Linked DNA regions of Macaca mulatta: region 2 is linked to region 1. The links are chromatin contacts, called in public Hi-C maps. All regions are on one chromosome and are shown on one strand. The core of a region is the stretch at or near the end of the contact, and the rest is flanking DNA. Distances in the headings are between cores, read along the strand shown. Region 1 holds the start of EPHA4 (EPH receptor A4). Region 2 has its middle 330 kb from the start of PAX3.

Region 1 (6,486 bases), core at 813-3,312:
TAACTGAAATCCACTTCTTTGGACTGTGACATTTAAGCAAATCTTGTATCTAGAAACCGAAATGCCCAGAGTCTCGCACAAGCTGTTCCTCTGGGCCACCAACTCACACAGCCGCCGCCCAGCGCCTCGGCACGCGCGCTCATCTTATGTAAAAGTAAAAGTTGCTCATGTCATTAGCTCGGCTCTGAGTTTGCATGAGAAACCAGCGCAGCTCTCGAGCCAAGGGGGAAAACACGATCTGCTGCGGAGCCCAATGACCTGAAACCGTAGCAGCGACTCGAGACCTGTCCTCTCCTCCACGCCGACCTACACCCCTCCCGCTTTATTTAGGATCTGCTTTTCCGAGAGCAGCCACTCAAGCAACCCCCGAAGGTTTGGTAGGAGTTTCTCCTTGAAACGCTTTCCGATACCATCTTTTGAAATCCAGCAGGTGAGAGTCACGACAGACTCCGGGACCTCTTGAGCGCTGCCCGCAGCCCCACGGTAGGAGTAGTGCAGGAGACTTGGCGGTGGCTGGAAAGCTCGCCCAACCGCACGTACCACCTCTCTGCTGGGTTGCGGGTTGCGGGTTGCGGTCTTTGTCCGCTCGCCCTTCCTCCGGGGCCGCACACTCCCGCATCTGGCCGGCAGGTGGCGCGGTTGGCTCACGATGAGCTGCGGCCCGGGTTGGAGAGGGGCCTCCACCTCCCCGCGGCCGCCCGGCCGCCGGGACCCAGGCTCCCCGGGAAAACCCGGCCCTGCTCCGGAGGGAGTCAGAGGAGGGGCAGCCTGGGAAGAGGAAGGGAGGCCTCATCGCTAGGAATCCGTGCTTCTGCCAACGCCTGAGGAAATGCACCGAGTGGCGTTGGGGACTGGTCCCTGGGACACCGGCTGCGCTGCCGTCGCCGGATCGCTCTTAGGTGGCTGAGTCCACGGCTCGGGCATCGGGGGACAGACCACAGCCCGATGGTGCCAGTGCCCCCGGGACCGGAGCAGCCGGGAGGGGCTGTGCGGGTCCTCCTGCTCGCCGTCGTCTCCCGGGGCAGGGAGGGCTGTCCCGGCTAGGTTGGAGCGGGGAGTTGCAGCAGCCGCTCCGGGCAACTTCCCAGTCCCTGTCTGCCTTGTCTGTGCAGCTGCGGGTCCCCGCACCCACACTTAAGCCTTTCGCTTCTACCCCCACCGCTCCCGGACAGCCCAGGCCCGGTTCCAGGGACTCCCCCCGACGCTGCCCCCGGGAAATCCACAATTGGTTCCTGCAGCCCAAGGCCCTGTCGGGGCGTCCTGGGCCCTGGGCGAGGTCCACGGCGTGTGCACAGGGGACGGGGCCAGCGGGGACTTCCTTACTGCTAGAAAGTCATTCCTTCAGTCTCTGGAGACAGTGACGGAGCCCTGCTGCGGGCTGGAAGTTGGGGACCGACTAGGTTCCCGCTCTCCAAGCATCTGGGGAGCCAGGGAAGAAGCAAGTCATGGAGCCACAAAACTCCCCTCAAAGAGCATTTCAGAGGGGGAAGCGCCATAAAGACAAAACAGGGCAAGGCGGCAGAGGGTGGCGGTGGCAGGCGCGCGTGTGCAGCTCAGCCTGGGCGCGCTGGACGCAGACAAGTCGACCCTCCTAAAGAAGCAACCGCAGAGGGACAGGTCAAGTTAGACTTCTTTTATTTCAATAAAAGAGCGTTTTCCTCCATTTCAAACTGCCCGTGGTGGGAGAAAAGGTTGCCAACCTCTTCTCTGGCTCCCCTCGGTCAATTCCAAGCTTTTCGAAGCTCCCTCCGCCGTCCAGGGGCTCGACCTTCGAGGTGACGTGGGGGATCCCGCTGGCTCCCTCCGGCAGGCGGGGGCGGGGACCCGGCAGTGCTCGCCCCCTCGAGCCCCGGGAGACCTCGCGCCCCGCGGAGCCCGGAGGGGGCGGAACCCTGGGGCGGGCCCTACGCGGTGAAGGCGGGGCCTCGGCTGTCCCGTCTGCGCCGCCATTGGCCGCGGGCCCCGGACTGGCGGGCTCACGTCACCGGCCGGGCCCGCCCCCTTGGCAATGTCTTCAGCCCGCTGCTCTCCTAACTTAAGCATTTATTCCACTGGGATAGAAGCGGCAGGAGCAGCGTTGGCACCGGCGAACCATGGCTGGGATTTTCTATTTCGCCCTCTTTTCGTGTCTTTTCGGGATTTGCGACGCTGTCACCGGTTCCAGGGTGTACCCCGCGAATGAAGGTAAGAGCGGGACGGCCTTTCTGTGGTCGGGGACAGCGCGGGGCCATCGCGGGTGAGGGGCCCTCAAGAGCGCAGGGCCAGGTGGTGCGGGGGGAGCCCGGCGTGAGCAGTGCCTCCCGATTCGGGAGAAGAGGACCGGGGCGAGGGGCTTGGCGAAGGGGCAGCGGGGAACTGCAGGGCAGCTTGCCCCGAGGCCGTGACCCGTGCACGCGGTGGGTCTGTCCAAGTTTGTAACGAAAGGCCAAAGTTTATCAGCATCCGCCAGCGAGGCCCGCTCGAGGCGCCCCGAGGGGATGCACGGGAGGCAACGCCAGGATTTGAAAAAAAAAAAAAAAAATTACAAGAACCACGTCCTCTCCGGAGCCAGCCCAGGGCGAGGGGAAAACGCAGCCTGGAGCACAGTGAAGCCTTGGTGCTCCCGGGTTCTAGCGAAAGCCTTTCGAGCTCTGGTTTCTGCAAAGTTTCCCGAGCCCTGCGCTTCTCGGGACCGGGCTGCGGGGCCTGCTCCGCAGCGCAGCGGTCGTGGCGCTGCTCGTCAGGCGCCAGTGACCTGGTTTCTAGCACCTGGAGTCAGACACCTTTCTCCTCACCAAGCCCAGCGCCCCGAGGGTGCCATTGCGGGCCTGAGGGGCCCGGGCTCTTCACCCCGCAGACTTGGGGAACCCGCCGGCAAGTTGAACGCAGTCGAGTTTTAGCTTTTCGCCCCAGAATTGCACACTGTTTAGAGCTAACGTGCGGGATCGACGGGACCCGTCTGGGTGCTCAGTTTTCTGTACATCCGTTCGGACGTGCTGGGAGGATTGTATGTGCCTGTGTGTCTGTGTCGGGAGATGGGGCGGCGGGGGGGCGGGGGCGGTGATCATTTAGATACTGAGAAACCCAGGGAGAGGCGAACGGTGTGTGTGTGTGTGTGTGTGTGCGCGCGCGCGCGCGCGCGCATGCATGTATGTGTGTGTGCATGTCTGCGTGTGTGTGCATGTCTGCGTGTGTGTGCTTGTGTGTGTGCGCGCGCGCGTGCAACTGCGTATATGTAGGTGCGCGAATGCCTGGGTGGAAGCGGACGCGGAGGATTGTATGTCTGTTTGCAAATGTCCTGAGTGTGTGCGCGTGTGTTCGAGTGTATGCTCGTGCTGTGTTCCAGAGTATGCTCGTACATCGGCCTGCGTGCATCTAGTCTTACATCTGTCTCTCATTCTTCTCCTTTCCGGCATCCATCTATCCATACGTCCATCCATCCGTCTATCCATCCATTTCTGCATCCATCCATCTCTCTGTGCATCCATCCGTCCGTCTGTCCATGCATCCATCCATAATGCATCCAGCTATATATCTGTCCGTCCGTCCGTCCATCCGTCCCTCCATCCGTCCATCCATCCACCCATTCATCCATCCATCCATCCATCCATCCATCCATCCATCCATCCATCCATTCATCTTACCATCTCTCCAGACATCCGTCCATCCATCCCTGTGCACTCTATCGTTTTCTCTGTTCCGAAGGAGGGAGCCAAAAACCAACTTAGCTCAGCCGGTACCCGGAGCTCTCCGGAGAGACGGAGGCTCTGAGAGATTTATACACCTGCCCACAGACGTCGCTTGGGAGGAAAGGGGCGCTCTCTCACCCTCTGGGTCTCCCCTATCCTTCTGACGTGGCTTCTGGTGGTTCTGGTGCCATCTCGGCCGCCGCCGCCCCTCGGTCCCTAGGGTTATTCATTCTCCTGAGCGGAATCGTTGATCCCGCGTTCTCCTGGCCACTTCACACACTTGTTAGGACGTCCCCTGAGACCTCTCTCGCCCCAGATGTAGAGACTGTTTGCTTTCTTTCTTTTTTTTAACCCCCCCCCCCTTTTTTTTTCTTTTAGGAGAAAAACTTAGGAGCCCAAGACAAAAAGGCGCTGAGAGCCCTAGGCTCCTGTTGAAGGGGAGGGAGGGATGTCTGTTCCCCTCCCCTCCCCCATCTCCCCCATCTCCCCCTTAAAAATTAATTCACTTTGTTGCTTTCTATTCCCATCACGTTTCCTTTTCTCCCTTTTACCCTCCCTTTCTACTCCCTCCCTTTTTTTGTAAATTGGGTCTTATTGTTTCCTTTGTGTCCCTAATCCACCTTACATAAATCCAAATGGATGTAGCGGGCCTTTCTCTAGGGACAGAGAGGAGAGAATGGTTGCGGTGGTGGGGGTGGGGGAGGGAAGGGGGTGGGTTGCGGTGGTGGGGGTGGGGGAGGGAAGGGGGTGGGAACTCCAGGCAGGAGCGACCCAGGGAAGGCTCTACATTTTAAAATCATTAACAGACCCCAGGAATTCAGACTCCCCGGGAAAACTAGGGAAAAGAGACTGATTTTTAACTCCATTGACTTTGAGGTGTAATGAGAGGGAAAGTGGGCAGAATCCAGGGGCCTGGGGGTAAGCTTGAGAGTTGGGGTGCGCATGAGCACAGAGGAAGGCTTCCCATTCCCACCCCTCCCCCAGCCTGAGGAGCCAGCCTGGCTGATCAAATTAATAACCCAGTGTTTTCCTGTGAGGTGGGCCTTTCGACACCCAGGACTGCAGATCTCGGTGGGAAAGAGAGGTTTTGAATTCATTGCGTCCTTTTGGATGTTCCCCTTACCTAGCGCTGTTCTAGCCTGAGCGGGGGACCGCAGCTCGGTAGGCTGTCCTCCCTTCCCCCCAAGCTTTGACGCACTCTTAGGTGTAGCACAAGCACACTAAAGCCCTTAGGCAGCACTCCATACCTAAAATTCAAGCCAGTGATATCCTAGGGGTGGAAGACGAGTCTCTGATTGTCCCCAACACATCTTGAGAAAGAGAGACTACTTGAGGTACATTTGCATTCTGATTCTGCACGTCTGGCATTCCCTCTTTCTGAAACTTTGATATTTAAAAAAACAGCGGATACCATATTCATGGACTATTTACTTGGTTGTGGAGGGGAAAATGTTAGGGAGAGCCTTTGCCTGACCCTTTGGATAGGATACTCTCTGATAGAAGAGAGAATTCACTTGTGGCTCTGTCACCCTGATGAGTTATGTGGTCATCTGAAACTTGCAAAAACAAATAATTCTGGTAGATACCAGACAGAGATGAATGCAGATTTAGCTCTGGAGTGCAACTGCTCTACATAGATGTATTTATCTTTTTGAATTGTACTTCAGATTCTCTATTCATCCTTTTTAGAAAAATGAATCAAGTGAGTCCTAGGATGGAATTTTAAATGCTAAGTAAGTTAAATAAATAAGAACCTGCAGATTTAAAGAGGGGGAGAAGATCAAATGAGTAATGATTATTTACATAAGTGAGCCCAAGTTTACGTTTTGATCAGTGTTGGATATGCGTGCCCTCAGCACATATGGAAACGCTCAAGCAAATGGTTTTTGTGTTACTGGCTTTTTGCAATTGGAAATTAATCTATTTTTCTTTTGTTTTTTGTTTTGTTTTGTTTTGTTTTGTTTTTTGCAGTTACCTTACTGGATTCCAGATCTGTTCAGGGAGAACTTGGGTGGATAGCAAGCCCTCTGGAAGGAGGGGTAAGTCCTGAGTTGCTCTCTGATCCAAAGGGTAAAAGAGGAGTGATTAGTAACTTTCTGAGAGTCCTAATGGCTTGATTCTTGTTGATTGTGGTGAGGGGGTCAGATTTCCGCTGTGGCCTATGAAGTGAATTACGCTTTGTTGGAGAAATCCTATACTCCCTTTGGATAGCTCTGTCATGGAAGAACTAGAAGCCAAAAGGGCAGAAAGGGGTTTCAAAATTAGGAGATTGGTGGAGGCATAGACTTAGATGCCTATTTAAAACTAAAATACCGACAGGAAATATGATCCGGGGACCAAATTAGAATTTATGCCTATTACTGTGATGGCCGTGAAGTCCTGACAGGGTTAATTTAAGAGCAATTGTCCTGCTTCCAGATGAAAAAAAAGAATAAATAAAGATACGAGAGAGAAGACATTTCTAATTGTACCTGCATGAACTGCAGGAAGGCTCTGTACCTTGCTCTCACTCTTAAGTCAGCTGCTGTTCTCTTGCACACTGGGAGACAGTCACGTGAACTTGTGTCAGAAAAACCCCAAGCTTGTGCATTCATGGTGCTAAATATGAAAAGTTTAAGTGTCTATAACCTTGAAGAATCTTTGGGGATTGAGTAGGCTGGATTATAAAGTCTGAAGAAAGCATCACTTCATTTCTTCTCAAATTTATAACACTTGTCATTGCTGCCTCCATCTTACCAGGTCAATGGCCACGTTCTCCTACTCCCCCTAAATCACCAGTCAGAATGAATCAGCTTTGGAAAGAAAACAGTACAACATG
Region 2 (6,299 bases), core at 593-3,092, 400 kb before region 1:
TAATTATTTATTGAATGTATACTAGAAATATACAGCAGTAAATATCATGAGGGCCTGGCTCTCATAAAGCTTACATTCCAATATGATGAGGTAGACGATAGAAAGGAAAATAACAAGATAATTTTAGATTGTGAATGTAAAATTAAGGAAATACATGGAAATGAGAGAAAAATAGGGAGGCTGGGGGTGTGTGTATTCTGTATTCCTTAAACTTTCACATGCATGTGAATTTCCCAGGGATCTTGTTGAGGTTTAGATTGTGATTCTGATTCAAAATTCTGGGGTGGAGCCTGGAAGCCTGCATTTTCAAAAAGATCCCGGATAATGCCAATATCACTTGATTCACAGACCACACTTTTGAATAACAAGTCTTTAGTTGACATGATCTGAGGATCTCACTGAAATAAAATTGCTTGGAACACAGGAATCCTGGCAGGGCAGGGTGGGAAAGAAGAATGAAAAAGATCAACAGGAAGATTTGGGCCTTCAGCAGTGAGGCCAGCGTTGAAGACGTCTGATTTGGCAGGTGCATGCAGGGTGGAGTTGAGTGGGGTTAGGAACCATTCTCACCTTGGGGCATCTATAGAAAATGATGCTGTTGCACAGTGGGGGAAAGTGGGTTTCTGCCTGGGGAAGATCTGGATTAAAAGAGCAAAGGACTAAAGAGAAGGCATTACCATGGTCCATGCACACCACGAAGAGTCCTTTGAGGACAGAAAAGAAGCAGTGAGCAGGAGAAACAACTGCACAAAAAACTGTCAGGATTTTGTGAGTGTTTGGTTATACACGGTAAAGAAGGAAGATGGTTTTAGGGATGGGACATCAAACATTCCAGCAGACAGCTGAACACACATCACTGGCACTCAAGTGAAAATTCTGCCCAGGAGTTAAAGATTTTTCAATCAAACCCTAAGAGTTTAAGATGTGCAAATAAGTAATTCCTTTGAAGCCAAAAGTATGAGGCGAGAAGAGCAGATGAGAGAAACTATGCTTTGAAAAATATTTACAGCCTATGGAAGAATGAAGGGGGGTATGTGTCCCCCATGAAGAAGGCAGGAGGCGAGCAGGTGAGAAATTTTGGAAGATCAGGAAGCTGTCATGAGTAGTCCATGTTGTACAGGCACTGGACACTGTATGATAATAGGACTTGGACTATCGTTACTGGTCATTGTAGACAGGCTGATTGGGAAGGCAGGTCCTTTATCCTCACCTCTTTGTCCCTCTCTAAAGCTCTCCAATTAGACCACAGGCATGGTCAAGCCGGCGTGTGGTCAAGCATTTCCACCTGAAAAGCACTTCCGTCTCCGGGGGAAGGGGTGAGATGAAGGGGAGGGTGACCAGGAAGAGGGCAAGTTTGCAAGCAATTCCATATCCGACCTTACACAGCTCCTACGGCCCCAGAAGCATACAGTCCTCTCTGAGACGCACCACTCATCTGCACCCTTGCAGAGTGCGAGGAACAAGACAGCTTTCCTTTGTCTTCCTTATATTTTATGGAAAAACGGAGTCCTGAGGAGGCTCATTGTGCTGTGAAAGATCACTACATCTGTTAGCAGTTAAGTTTCGAATGAGGACCCAAGTTTCTTGACTTTCAGAGTAATGGTCTTATTTCAGTTAAGGTAAACAGTGACAAGTGTTAAATATAGAGGATATGTATATATGGAATACCTTGTCCCTGAGTCTATGGGAGTCCTAGTTTTGCATTCATTGACATTAGTTTTTAGCCTTTCTGGATTCAGGACATAAGGTGACATTTTTGTGTTTACTGTATTCGATATGTTCTGAATATGAGAAAACCTTCAATGGGTGTTTTGGACTGTTCCACACTGAAATGCTAGGTGGCAGCCTAACACTGTCTTAAGATATTTCGAACGCCTGTTTGGTGCTCTCAATGGCATTTTAACAAAAAAATTGTAGAGATATTTTAAAAGGAATAACTTTAAGAAGATTTAAAGAAATAATTAAATGATGGTGATGACACATATATTTGTAAACTTCCTTTCACTGAAGCCTATTTTAAATTACAAATTACACATGCAATCGAATGTGGTATTAAAAACGTAAGACTTAGAAAAATAAGTAAAGGATGTAAATAGATATTTCACAAGAGAAGAAATACACAGGGCAAAGACTTTATGCACAATTTTTAACCTCCAATAAGAAGGAAAATTCAAATTAAAATAAGGACATTTTTACTATCTCTCAATTGGACGGGATTATTTTCAAAAGTTTTATCCTGAAGAAAAATTAATTAGAGATGTGGTCAAAGATTTATGCACAAGCATCTTCCTTGATGTTTTATTTATGATAGTCTAAAGACATTAATTCTTAGAAGATGGTGTTTCTTAAGATGAAATATTATGCATTCTTAATTGATAGGGCTTTTTATTTTAGTTAGCCTCTAACAAAATTATATTAATTATAGCCACTTAATGCAAAAGTGCAGATACATAATGTATAAAAAACACACAGAGAAGAGGTGAACATTAGCCCTTGTTGGAGGAACTGGATTTGTTGTGCACATTTTAGATATTTAGGAGAACTGACTGGAGCTGAATTTCTACAACTAGGTCAATGCTTGGATTGATGATGAAGCAGAAGAATCATAACCAAATGGATGACAAGTGGCTGTTCTCAGCTGCCACTGTTTAACTAAACTGCAGGAGTGTAAAGGGATGAAAATCCAGGTCCCTTCTTTGAGACATTTTCTAGAATCACATGAGTGTCTGTGGGCCTAAATGTCCCACACAGGGCTGCTGTCAGCACACAGATTTCTGTGGCAACTAAAAAGGGAAGAATTCAGTAAACTAGAAAGAAACCCACATCTCTCTCTCTCGAGTGATTATTAAACGATCATCTGTAAATATTGTGAAAGTCGTCAGAATCAAAATGGAGTTACTTGTGTTAAAAACCCTGACAAATAGAATTGGGAAAGGCCAGGAAGAGAGTGTTCTCATCATGAGTGTCTGATAACAAGAACTACCACAAAAGACTGCAAAAAAGGCCATTGCAACCTTACACACACACACAAAATGCTTCTGTGGGGACATCTGCTCAGCAACTGCCAGTCTAACCTCATGCTGGCGCCACCCTTGTTATTGATCCTTGCAGCCAAGGATAATTATCTCAAGACAATTATGCAATCCTCATTTTTTCTTTAAAAACCTTTGTCTTCCTCTACCTCCCTGCAGATGCACACAGTTTATTATGGCATGCACATTCCTCATTGCAATGCCCATTCCAGAGTAAATATTACTTTGTTTTAGAGAGTCTCCTTCTCTGTTATTTAGTTTGACAATATTTTGCTACATTGATAAATGTATTAATCTTCTATTAATTTCTTTCTTAACGTATTCTTTCCTATGTAGTATTTTTTTTGGGTCAATAACAGAAGGTTATAACTGCTTGATTTACTATTTGATTTAAGTAATAACATGGAATAAATAAGACTAAGAAAAAATCAATAGAACTGTCTGGTCCAAGAGGTTGCTTGTTGCCTTCTGCTAGAAATATATGAATCAAATGTTCAATTTATTTATTCACTTAATTTATTGATTCAATTACTCATTGCCTTCATTGTGGAAATAGCAGATAAAACATGGTCTTATATCTTGGCAACAGTAAAGTATAGGAAACATATGGAATCCTATCTTGGAATCCAGTACCCAATAAGAATTTTTTAAAGGACTTAATTTTTGGATGAACATACTGTTAAATAGTGACCAGATATAGCCCCAAATTTGAAACATAATTATAGGCCAGGCGCAGTGGCTCATGCCTGTAATCCCAGCACTTTAGGAGGCGAGCCGGGTGGATCATGAGATCAAGAGATTGAGACCATCCTGGCCAACATGGTGAAACCCCATCTCTACTAAAAATACAAAAATTGGTTGGGCGTGGTGGCATGTGCCTGTAGTCTCAGCTACTTGGGAGGCTGAGGCAAGGGAATCTCTTGAACCTGGGAGGTGGAGGTTGCAGTGAGCTGAGATCGCGCCACTGCACTCCAGCCTGGCGACAGAGCGAGACCCCATTTCTAAAAAAAACAAAAACAAAACAAAACAAAACAAAAAAAACAAGAAAAACATAATTAAAATCTACACATAATCAAAGTCTTGGTGCTTTCATTTCATGCCTGCAATATAACCTGTCGAAAGCTGATTGAGAGGTAACTTCTGCAGTGTCTCTCTTCTTTCAGCAATATGTATTTTCTTTTAACAACAGAAAAGCTACCTCAAGATATTTGGTAACAGCATTTTTCTAGTTCCTGTACTTTGGGAAGGAAACACACTGTGAGACCTCTAAGTTCTTTCTTAAAATTTTACCCTGATTAGGATAACATATCATTAACCATAAGAAAATTTTTCTGTATTCACCGAAATATTTCTAATTTCTAGGCTTCTAGCCTGCCGATGAGGTCCTACCCTTTGTGTAAAACCACAGTGCTGCTGATCTATTATCATCATTTCCATGGAGAATCATATAATATTCGACGGGGGAGGAAACAGTGGAGATTGTCCTTCTGAGGTCCCTCATTTGGCAGATGAGCTTGAACATTTGAGTGTTTTTTTTTTCAGTATAGGTCAAAACCTACTCTAATGAGACTGATGGATGGAACAATAGGTTTTATTACAATGGAACACAAAAGAAGCATATACTATTCATTATTTTTATAATTTGCATACTTAAATGTTTAGTGTGCCCCTTATTTGTACAATTAATAAGGTGGAGGAAAGAAGGAAGCAAATGCAAATTTGGGGGGGACCTGGAGCATTGGGAAGAATAGATGTTTGTATTTCCTTTATAATTTTATTTTGGTGCAAGTTGAGGTCATCTTAAAAATCTTCATGTTTTGCAAAGGGTTGCAGAATTTCTCTTTTGTTTGTTTGAATTTACATACTTACGTAATCCAGGTATCAAAAGTTCCTGTAGCATGAATGGCCTGGGCTATCTATTGCTGTTTAGGAATATTTCTTGCCTTTAAGTCTATTCCTTCAGAAACATAGGAGAGGAGCTGAATTTTACTTCCCAGTGTCTCAGTAACTCCAGAGGCTGTGAGAGCCTGCAGGGACCACTTGTTCCAGTCCTCTCACATTACAAATGAGAAAACCAAAGCCTGAGGATGTTAAGTGTCTGCCCAAGGTCAATGGCAGAGCTGCCACAAGGAGCGGGGTCTCTTGCCTGCCAAGTGTGGCAGTTTTTCTACAACATCTCTTCTGTCTTGTGGGCATATCCTCTTCTCAGCAATTTAATAAAGATGCTCACTACCTTTCTCAAAGACAGAAACTGAGTCAAGTGTTGATGATTTGCCTCTAGCCCTGAGCTCTCTGTCAGCACCCACTGTACCTTTCTAGGGTGACTGGAACCTTGCCCCAATTCATTTGTGCTTTTTACTTTCTTCCAACAAATGGTGACAAATCATTCTCACCTCTCCCTAGACACCACGTAGGAACTGCTGAACCCACTGATGACTGTTAATGACAGTTCCCGGTCATCAGCCTTTCCCCAGGGAAAGCTGTGGTACAGACTCCCAGAACTTCCTAACACAGGGGGCCAGGTGGGGACAGGCTGCCTTCAACATGTGACATGTGAGTGTGAGGAAGGAGGAACATAAGGTTCAGGATACTTGTTTCAAATCTGGGCTCTACAACGTGGGCATGCTACCTATCCCTGTGTCTCAGTTTTCTTATTTATAAAGTGGGAGAATAATAGCAGCATTTCCTTAATAGGATTGTGGTGAGGATTTAATGACTTAATACATATAAAATAGTTTAAATATGGACTAGTACATAGTAAATGCCCCATTAATAATGGCCAATATTATCAGTATGGATTTTACTATATGAACAGGATCATATTCATTTTGGGTCAAGATAGTGGTCTGATGAATAAGGGGATTATTTCTTCACAGAGTTTTCTGTGTTCCAGCCATAGTGGCCTTCAGTTCATGGAGCAAGTTGTCTTTTTTTTTTTTTTTTTTTTTTTTCCCTGCCTTACGGCCTTTGTATATATTATTCCCTTTGACTGTAGGGTTTTCTTTCTTTGCTTTTATCTTGTTAGGTCCTATTTGTCCTTCAGATCTTACAACCAACCTTACTTTTTCAGGGGAACGTTCCATGACCTGCTAATACTTTACTACATATTCTCATAGCACAAAAATCTTCATAATTCTTATAACTGACATAATTTTACAGGTAAGAATGATCATTTGATCAAAGCCAATCTTTCCCACTAGACTCTACACTGCATTAGCATAGGAATTTTGTCTGTTTTTGCTGACCATTCGGTCCTCGATGCCTACA

Evidence for each region. A called contact is a pair of places that touch in the nucleus more often than the background predicts.
Region 2: a Hi-C map of fetal cortex germinal zone shows a contact between it and region 1, with 8 times the contacts expected there. The contact joins the enhancer-like site here to the promoter of EPHA4 in region 1. A contact is called at or near these places in 2 of 14 Hi-C or Micro-C datasets (fetal cortex germinal zone and fetal cortical plate).

The regions. Positions count from the first base shown.
Region 1 is chr12:126,819,335-126,825,820 of T2T-MMU8v2.0, reverse strand. It overlaps EPHA4 (EPH receptor A4), which reads left to right and starts at 2,062. Exons shown (of 17, transcript NM_001260870.1): 1 at 2,062-2,184; 2 at 5,640-5,707. The coding sequence starts at 2,094.
Region 2 is chr12:127,221,479-127,227,777 of T2T-MMU8v2.0, reverse strand. No RefSeq gene overlaps it. Among named protein-coding and RNA genes, the nearest start is that of PAX3, 330 kb to the left of the region's middle. Within about 2 kb of position 1,842, at least 5 of the 40 cell types and tissues checked have an H3K27ac peak or open chromatin away from gene starts, as enhancers often do. A contact at or near this core is called in fetal cortex germinal zone and fetal cortical plate, where this site is marked.